2 separate regions of the Triticum aestivum genome follow, and region 1 is linked to region 2. The links are chromatin contacts, called in public Hi-C maps. All regions are on one chromosome and are shown on one strand. Each heading gives the region's core, a stretch centred on a gene start, on an enhancer-like site or on the middle of the called end of the contact. The rest is flanking DNA. Distances are from core to core; before and after follow the strand shown.

Region 1 (3,999 bases), core at 709-3,208, 160 kb before region 2:
TGGCTCGTATAGTGGCGGCAGGCCTGTGATGCTGCGCGCGCCCGCTGTATGCATGGCCGTGCGTCGGCACGCACCGGCACCTGTCACTACAGCCGCTAAACACCAATACACCATTATCGGCGTGTGCCCTAACTTAGCTAGACCCAGCCGGCCACAGACCTACAGTAGCATGCGTCCTAGCTAGCTTAGTGCAGCGTACATACCGCCGTGTCTACGCCTGTCTGGGGCCGACCTAACGTGTCGATCAGGATGCCATGCACGAGCAGAAATGCTCCAGCACGTTAGTTATCCAACTTGGAAATTTTGCTCTCGAGCTGGTACCACACTGACACTGTACACGCTCCCAGATCAAAACTCAAAAGTCTCGAGCCTAGGTCGATAGGTCGGCAGTGGTAGTAGCAGCTAGGGCTGATTATTTTCGCGGGGTATTTCAGATCGACGACACAACGCGACGAGGCTACCTAGCTAGGCTAGGCCAGTTTGATGTGCGCCAGGACGCGACGAGGCTACCTACCTGTGCTGCCGCCTCAGCCTCAGGCGGCAGGCCCCACCACCTGGCCTCCGTTACGTCGCGCGAGCAAGTGCACCATAATCCGCGGGCTGCCCCTCCCACCGTGGCAGCAGGTGCCACGTGTCGCCCGGCGCACCTGCCGCCATGACCGAGGAGGTCTTTTTTGTCAATTTTATTCGAAGAAGTCTTTTTTAACAATTCTATTGAGCAGGGGTCTTTTTCAACCAAAAATCCTGTGTAGGATTAATTGTAGGCTAGCTAGCTGGTAACATGCTGCAGCAGTACGTGTTGGCGCATGCATGCCACACTTCTGTTTATAACGCAGCAGGTGGTCGACTGTGATGCCGAGAAGAAGAAAGCCTCGAACTAATACCACAACACTTATTTCGGAATGGAGGGAGTACCGTCTTGGACTGCGTCCATGTATTATTACGTGAGATATGTAATGGTTGGTTGTCTGATTCATTTGTGTTGATAACATAATTATGTTTAGAATGATAAATCATACTCCCTTCGTTTCGAATTAGTTGGCGCAGAAATGGATAAAAATTGATGTGTTCAGAACTACTAGGTCTAGATACATCTATTTCTGCGACAAGTAATTTCACACCGAGGAAGTCTCCATTTGTGTTTTATTTGCTTTATTAAATGGTAAAAATAGATGGATTGCGTAGAAGATTGCATTATTTAATTTGCTGATGCGATGGGACTATCGATCAACAAAAGGACTGACATTGACCCTTCTTAAGTGCGATGCAACAGGCAACAAACCGGTCGTCCTCGCAATGGCATGGTAGAGGAAGACAAGCAGCAGGCTAAGGGAAAAAATCTCACCCCTTTGTGGCCAACGTGCTCCACCATCTGCCCGCTGGCGATGGCGCCCACCATGGCGCCGATGTTGGAGAGCGAGCCGAACACCGAGAACTGCGGCACGCCACGCACAGCCACAGCCTCGTCAGTGACTGAGATCCTGGGCCAAGTCAAGCCAGCGAGGCTGCCGCAACAGAGGTAACACGGTAAACAAAGACGGGCTATGGAAGAGGATGGTGACCTCGGAGATGGAGAGGCTGAGGTCGCGGGTGATGGCGTCCTGCGTCGGCGAGGAGAAGCCGCCGGTGAAGCCGAACTGGATGGGGCCGAGCGCCACGATGAGCGTGCAGAGCAAGGCGGAGACGTGGGACTCGCGCGTGATGGCCATGGACGATGATGTGAGGCTCGACCCCATCCTGTACCAGCTCCCTGTGTTCACCAGCAGCGGCTTCCGCATGTCGTTGTGGTCGCTTCCGCCGCTCTCGTGCCCTCCGCCGTCTCCGCCGTTGCCGTTCATGGCGCCTGCAGGCCCTCGCTTCCTGATGGACGAGAGACAAAGGTGGGAAGGGGAGGAGAAGAGTCGACTTTGAGATGGGGCTCGTCTCTTGCCTGTAGATGTACCTATATATGCTTCGCTTCCACAAGGCGCGACCGAGTATATAAAAGCCTACGGTCACAACAAGGTCTTATTCAGTTGGACCTTATTCCCTCGTAGTGCTATGTATTCCACAAGGCGCGACCGAGTACTATGTACTACTCTGGCACTACATATGTAAAGAAATACTCCCTCCATTAAGAATGAAGGGAGTACAAGACATTTTAGATCACTACAGAGGAACTACCGTTTTGCAGGCTGCGACTTTAGTGTTTGCGCAATTTTTCCTTCAATCGGGTCCACCCCCTCTCGATGGGACAATTGGAGAGTATAACGATCACGTCCCGAAAGTGCTCTTTTGATCCCGAGCTCATATGCTCCCGCATGAACAATAAAATCGAAAAAAACAGTAAAAAATTCAAAAAAATCTGATTTTTTTGTGATAAACATTGATGAATAACAAAATGACATTCGTGGAGGTTAGGGCAAAAATAACGAAATCGATGCTCCAAAATGAAGCCAAACCTCCACGAATATCATTTTGGCCTGAAATTTTGCATGCAGTTAGAAATTTATCAATGTTCATCACAAAAGAAAATCATTTTTTTGAATTTTTTTACTATATTTTTGGATTTTACTGTTCATGTGAGAGCATATGAGCTCGGGATCAAATACTTCATGTCCCATCCCATCCCTCCTTCCTTGTAGTACATCACATCTTTCAAGAACTATTGGATTTACTTTCTACAATCTTAGGAAAACTTCAACACTAATCACCAAATCTCCCCTAAACGTCTGAACTAGGTCTGTCCAAACGTATTTTGTTATCTAACGCCGTCCCTTAAACGTTAGCAGACATACCTGGACGTCTGAAATCCCAAAAACTGGCATCAAAGCCAAGGGATGTTTGCGGGTGTCCGGACTCATGTCAAGTTTGAGTCCGACAACAAGGGGGCACCCAAAACCTTCCTAGAAACCTCGTCGCTCATTCATGCCGCTCATAGCACCGTCTACCCGCATTGATGTTGGGTAGACAGATGTGACCGTAGGGTTGACCGCTCTAGCATTCACACCGATGCAGCGACCCAGAAACCTACTCCACATGCTACGCCGCATTGAAGTAGCATTGGTCTGCCTACACCGACTATTTAAGCAGGCCAGCTGCACCGGCCAACCCCATACGCTCTCCTCTCACTGACTATTTACGGTACCGTGAACCCTCCGATAGAACAGATCCCGTAAACCCTTCCCGCAAATGTTTTGAGGGACACGTTTACAGGATCTATTCCGCGCTGGAGGGCTTGTGGTACCGCAAATAGGAGTAGCATGCGGAGTAGGTTTAGTAGTAGTGTAAGGTGCCATAAATAGGGCTCGCGGTACTGCGCTACTGCTATGGTGCTTAGTAGTAGCGCTTGTCAGGAGCAGCCCTACTACTAAGTGGAGCCCATTAGCAGTAGCGGTGTTGTCAAAGCAAGCGCTACTGCTAAAGTCTTAGCAGTAGCGCTGTATTTTGGGCCGTGCTGCTACTACAGCTAGCGTTGGTGGGCTCGTTGGGTCCCACTTATCAGTAGAGCTCTTTCTATTTACAGCGCTACTGCTAAGGCACCACTTGTAGCGCTGCCAGGGACCAGCGCTACTGCTAATTAGCAGCAGTGCTTGTTATTTTCCAGTGCTACTACTGATGTCCTTCCTATAAGCATTTTCCTACAAGTGAAAATAAATCATAGGATAAATATTGACAAGTGCTTACATATGAATACACGAAATTTATTATATATGTATACATCAATAGTTCATCATCATACTAGTTTATCATATCCAAAATCATGCGCAACATACGAGGCACCATAGCAAGTTTAGCCTCACAAATGCGCGATCAAGCAAAACAAAAGATGCTCAAATGACCATCGGCCATAGAGAAATCAAGCTCCCATCGTCATCATCCACATTGACCGAAGAGTGAGCATCACCGTTTTCATGAACTTGGGCCGGAGAATGAGCACCACCATCTTCATGAACTTGGACAGGAGAATGAGCACCGCCACCATCCACATGGTTGGCCGAAGCACCAACACCACCTTCA
Region 2 (3,542 bases), core at 463-2,962:
CACAAAAGCAAGAGGACTCGGATGTCCTCCCATCACATAACAATACTTTTCATAAATAAATAAAGATACAGTATAAAACAGAAGATATAAAAATATTTGATATAAGTCTCATGGCAATTCCCAAAGTTTAAATGCAGCAACGCTGCTATCAAGGGCGATGGAATATGAGACTGCCTTCTAATGGAGAAATCCCTGGAGGAAAACCTCAACAACAGAAGGCTCACTTTGTGATGTTTGCTAAGGACTATACAAACATGGATAGTTTGCTCCACAAAAGCAAGAGGACTCGGATGTCCTCCCATCACATAACAATAATTTTCATGATAAATAAATAAAGACACATTGTATAGAACAGAAGGTATAAGCAGTTTGAAATAAAATTTGGGCAATAACAGATGTCAGTCTCATGGCAATTCCCAAAGTTTAAATGCAGCAACACTGCTATCAAGGGCGATGGAATATGAGACTGCCTTCTAATGGAGAAATCCCAAGGGATAGCTCAACATAAAAAGGCTCACTTTGTGACGTTTGCCAAGGAATATACAAACATGGATTGTTTGCTCCACAAAGGCAAAAGGACTCGGATGTCCTCCCGTCAAACAAAAACAGACACACATTTGGTAAAAAAAGAGAAATGAAATGAATGCAAGTAAATGATTGTCTCATGGCAAGTCCCAAAGTTTAACTGCAGCAACGCCGCTATCAAGGGCAATGGAATATGAGACCGCCTCTGCATGGAGCAATTCCAGGGGAATCAACATACAGAGGCTTGATTTGTGACGTTCGCCAAGGAATATACAAACACAAAGAGTTTGCTCCTAATCAGGCAGAAGGACTCGGATGTCCCCCCGTCACACAACAAGATCAAAAACCCAATGTCTGACGCCAGGCAAATAATCTACAAGAATAAAATGCACAACTATAGCAGCGTTCAGAACTAAATAGCATCATACGGCTTGAGCAATTTTGCCACACAGCACGAGAATTATCTAGGTAATGAATTCCACAGGGGGACACACAAATCAGAATTCTAATTTTTTTTTTGCGGTTGAAATCAGAATTCTACAATGGGTATGGCACAGCAGGCAGCAATGTAAGATTTCAGACAAAGATGGTACTGAACTAAGCACTATAATCAAGATTCATCGTAGATTGCCATCACAGTGATCGACTGAGGGGGTCGTACGAGTAGGGAGATGTGACGGTACCTTCGAAGTACATGAAGACGCCGTCCTTGCGGCGCCACGGCTTGCGCTGGCGGATGATGACGGCGGGCATGACCTTCTTGCGGAGGTCGGGCTTGCCCTTCTTGACGGTGGCCATGACCATGTCGCCGACGCAGGCGGACGGGAGGCGATTGAGGCGGCCCTTGATGCCCTTCACGGAGATGATGTAGAGGTTCTTGGCGCCCGTGTTGTCGGCGCAGTTCACCGTCGCCGCCACAGGCAGCCCCAGCGACATCCGGAACTTGTTCCCCGCGGAGCCTCCCCTCCCTGGACCGGATCAAACAGCACGAAGATCAGCATCACAGATGAGATTGCGACGAGGCAGATCAAGAATCGATCGGGGAAAGGGGCGGGGGAGGAGGTTCACCTCGCTTCGACATGGCGGCGGCTGCGGTTGGACCGACTGGTAGGGTTTCTCCTGGCTCGCTAGTTATAGATCGGCGGGCTAGGGTTTTGGCTGCGGTTGGTACGAAAATGCCCTCAGGTGGTTTGGTGGCCGCGGGTTGGGGAGGGGGTAAAAAGGTCTTTCTCTGACGTGCCAGGCACGGGAGTTTAACGGCGGCGGCGGGCGTGGGTTCTCGTGGGCCGTAGTGAGAAAATGAAGCGGGTGTTTTCGGCCCGGGAACTCGGGGATGCCAGGCAAAGGCCCGTTTAGGAGATAAGATTTACACCTCAAAAAAAAACGAAGATTTTTTTAAAAAAATAAAAGAGATGAAAAGCTTGTGTTCGGGACTCCCTATTCCCATGACCCGCGCGCTAGAAAGGGATCTCACAAATTGTTCATGATTTTGGGAAAACATGTTCGGGATTTTGGATTGTTCATGAATTCAAAAATTGTTCATGTTTTTTAAATGTTTGTACAAATTTATTCATGATTTTGAAAAATGTTCAAATTTTAAAAATGTTCTGCAATTTCGAAAAATGTTCATAAATTTGAAAATAAAAACAAAATGGAAATAGAAAATAGAAAAAATGAAACAGAAAAAAATAAAAGAGAACTCAAAAATAAAAAATAAACATAGAAAACTGAAAGGAAAATGATAACCTTCCCAAAACTAGAAAGGAGAGATAGTTGGGTTGGCCTAGTGTACATAGCGGAAGCATGGGAGGGAGGTACACTGCATGACGCTATGCATCGAGCTACGCGGAAACTCCTCGTATGCTCTCCTCTAGAAAGAAGAGTGACAAATTCATGTTCTACACAAATAATTTACACACTTTATGGCAAACGAAAAATTAAAGGCATATTTAGAATGCAGAATTAGAAAATGTAACACCATGTTCGGATGTTTGAATTTCGCAACGAATTGAGGAATTGGTATAGAAGCGTGTTTAGGGTGGCTACCAAAACGACTTATGTAATCGAGCTCTGATTCCAAGTTGTGCACTCATAGGTGTGCGCACGCCCGCCCTTGATTCCAAGGCCCCTCCCCCTCCCCGCATTTTCATCAAAAATAGTCTGACCCACACTTCCTACCTCTTTGCTCCCTCTCTTGTATCAAGTTTGTGGGAGGGCGACGAGTCGAAGGGCATCGACAGATTGAATTTGGCAATGATTGTGCAATTATTCCTTTCAGGTTCCCTATTTTACTGCCTTGTTTTTTGTTCTTGTACATTATGGTTCATATTACACGTAGATGGGCCTTGGGGAAGCAATAGTTAGATTTTGTTTGTGCCATAACTAGAGAAAATAAATGAAGAAAGCCATTATTGGCATCGCTTTGAGGAGACCATGGAACTATACGGGGAAACACTTCCTATCAGTACACTTAATTACTCAATTCTCGCCGGACGAGTGCGGGACCGTTCATCCTACCGATTCAATCCAACGTCATGTGTCTGACACCAGTCGCACCTCCTCGTCCACCCTGAAACCCTAACTACCTATCTCAGAAACCACTATGAGCCACAACTCCCTCCACTCAAACGATTCCTTCCATGGTGTTAGCAAAATCAAGGTTCATGCACAAAATGTCATAAGGGGCACTTGAGATGGAGACGAGGACACATAAAGACTCGGCATGAAGGAGATCGCGGCCCACCGGAGCATCGAGGTCGGTGCACATAGGGCACAATTCAAGTCTTCTCACGGCCCTTCCTAGCCACGACACAATCCGATCTTGTACAAGGCTACCTCGATCCATTGTCATCATTGTCTCTCCGTTCTCGTAGACTCTCCTCCATGAAGACACCCCTTTGTACACGGTGCTCATGTTCCAGCAAGGGCGTCGTCCCCGTGGATGTGCTATGATTTGTTTCGTGTTGTCGTGTGGAAGCAAAGTCCAATCTATTCTGAAATGAAATTTGTTTTCTTTG

Evidence for each region. Hi-C and Micro-C count contacts between places; a contact is called where the count stands out from the background.
Region 1: a contact with region 2 is called in a Hi-C map of leaf, with 3 times the contacts expected there. The contact joins the promoter of LOC123093709 here to the promoter of LOC123093708 in region 2. A contact is called at or near these places in 2 of 5 Hi-C or Micro-C datasets (both in leaf).

The regions. Positions count from the first base shown.
Region 1 is chr4B:631,826,779-631,830,777 of IWGSC CS RefSeq v2.1, reverse strand. LOC123093709 (sugar transporter ERD6-like 4) reads right to left here and starts at 1,958. Exons shown (of 17, transcript XM_044515725.1): 1 at 1,563-1,958; 2 at 1,346-1,435. The coding sequence starts at 1,838.
Region 2 is chr4B:631,668,128-631,671,669 of IWGSC CS RefSeq v2.1, reverse strand. It overlaps LOC123093708 (60S ribosomal protein L23), which reads right to left and starts at 1,712. Exons shown (of 3, transcript XM_044515724.1): 1 at 1,594-1,712; 2 at 1,209-1,493. The coding sequence starts at 1,606.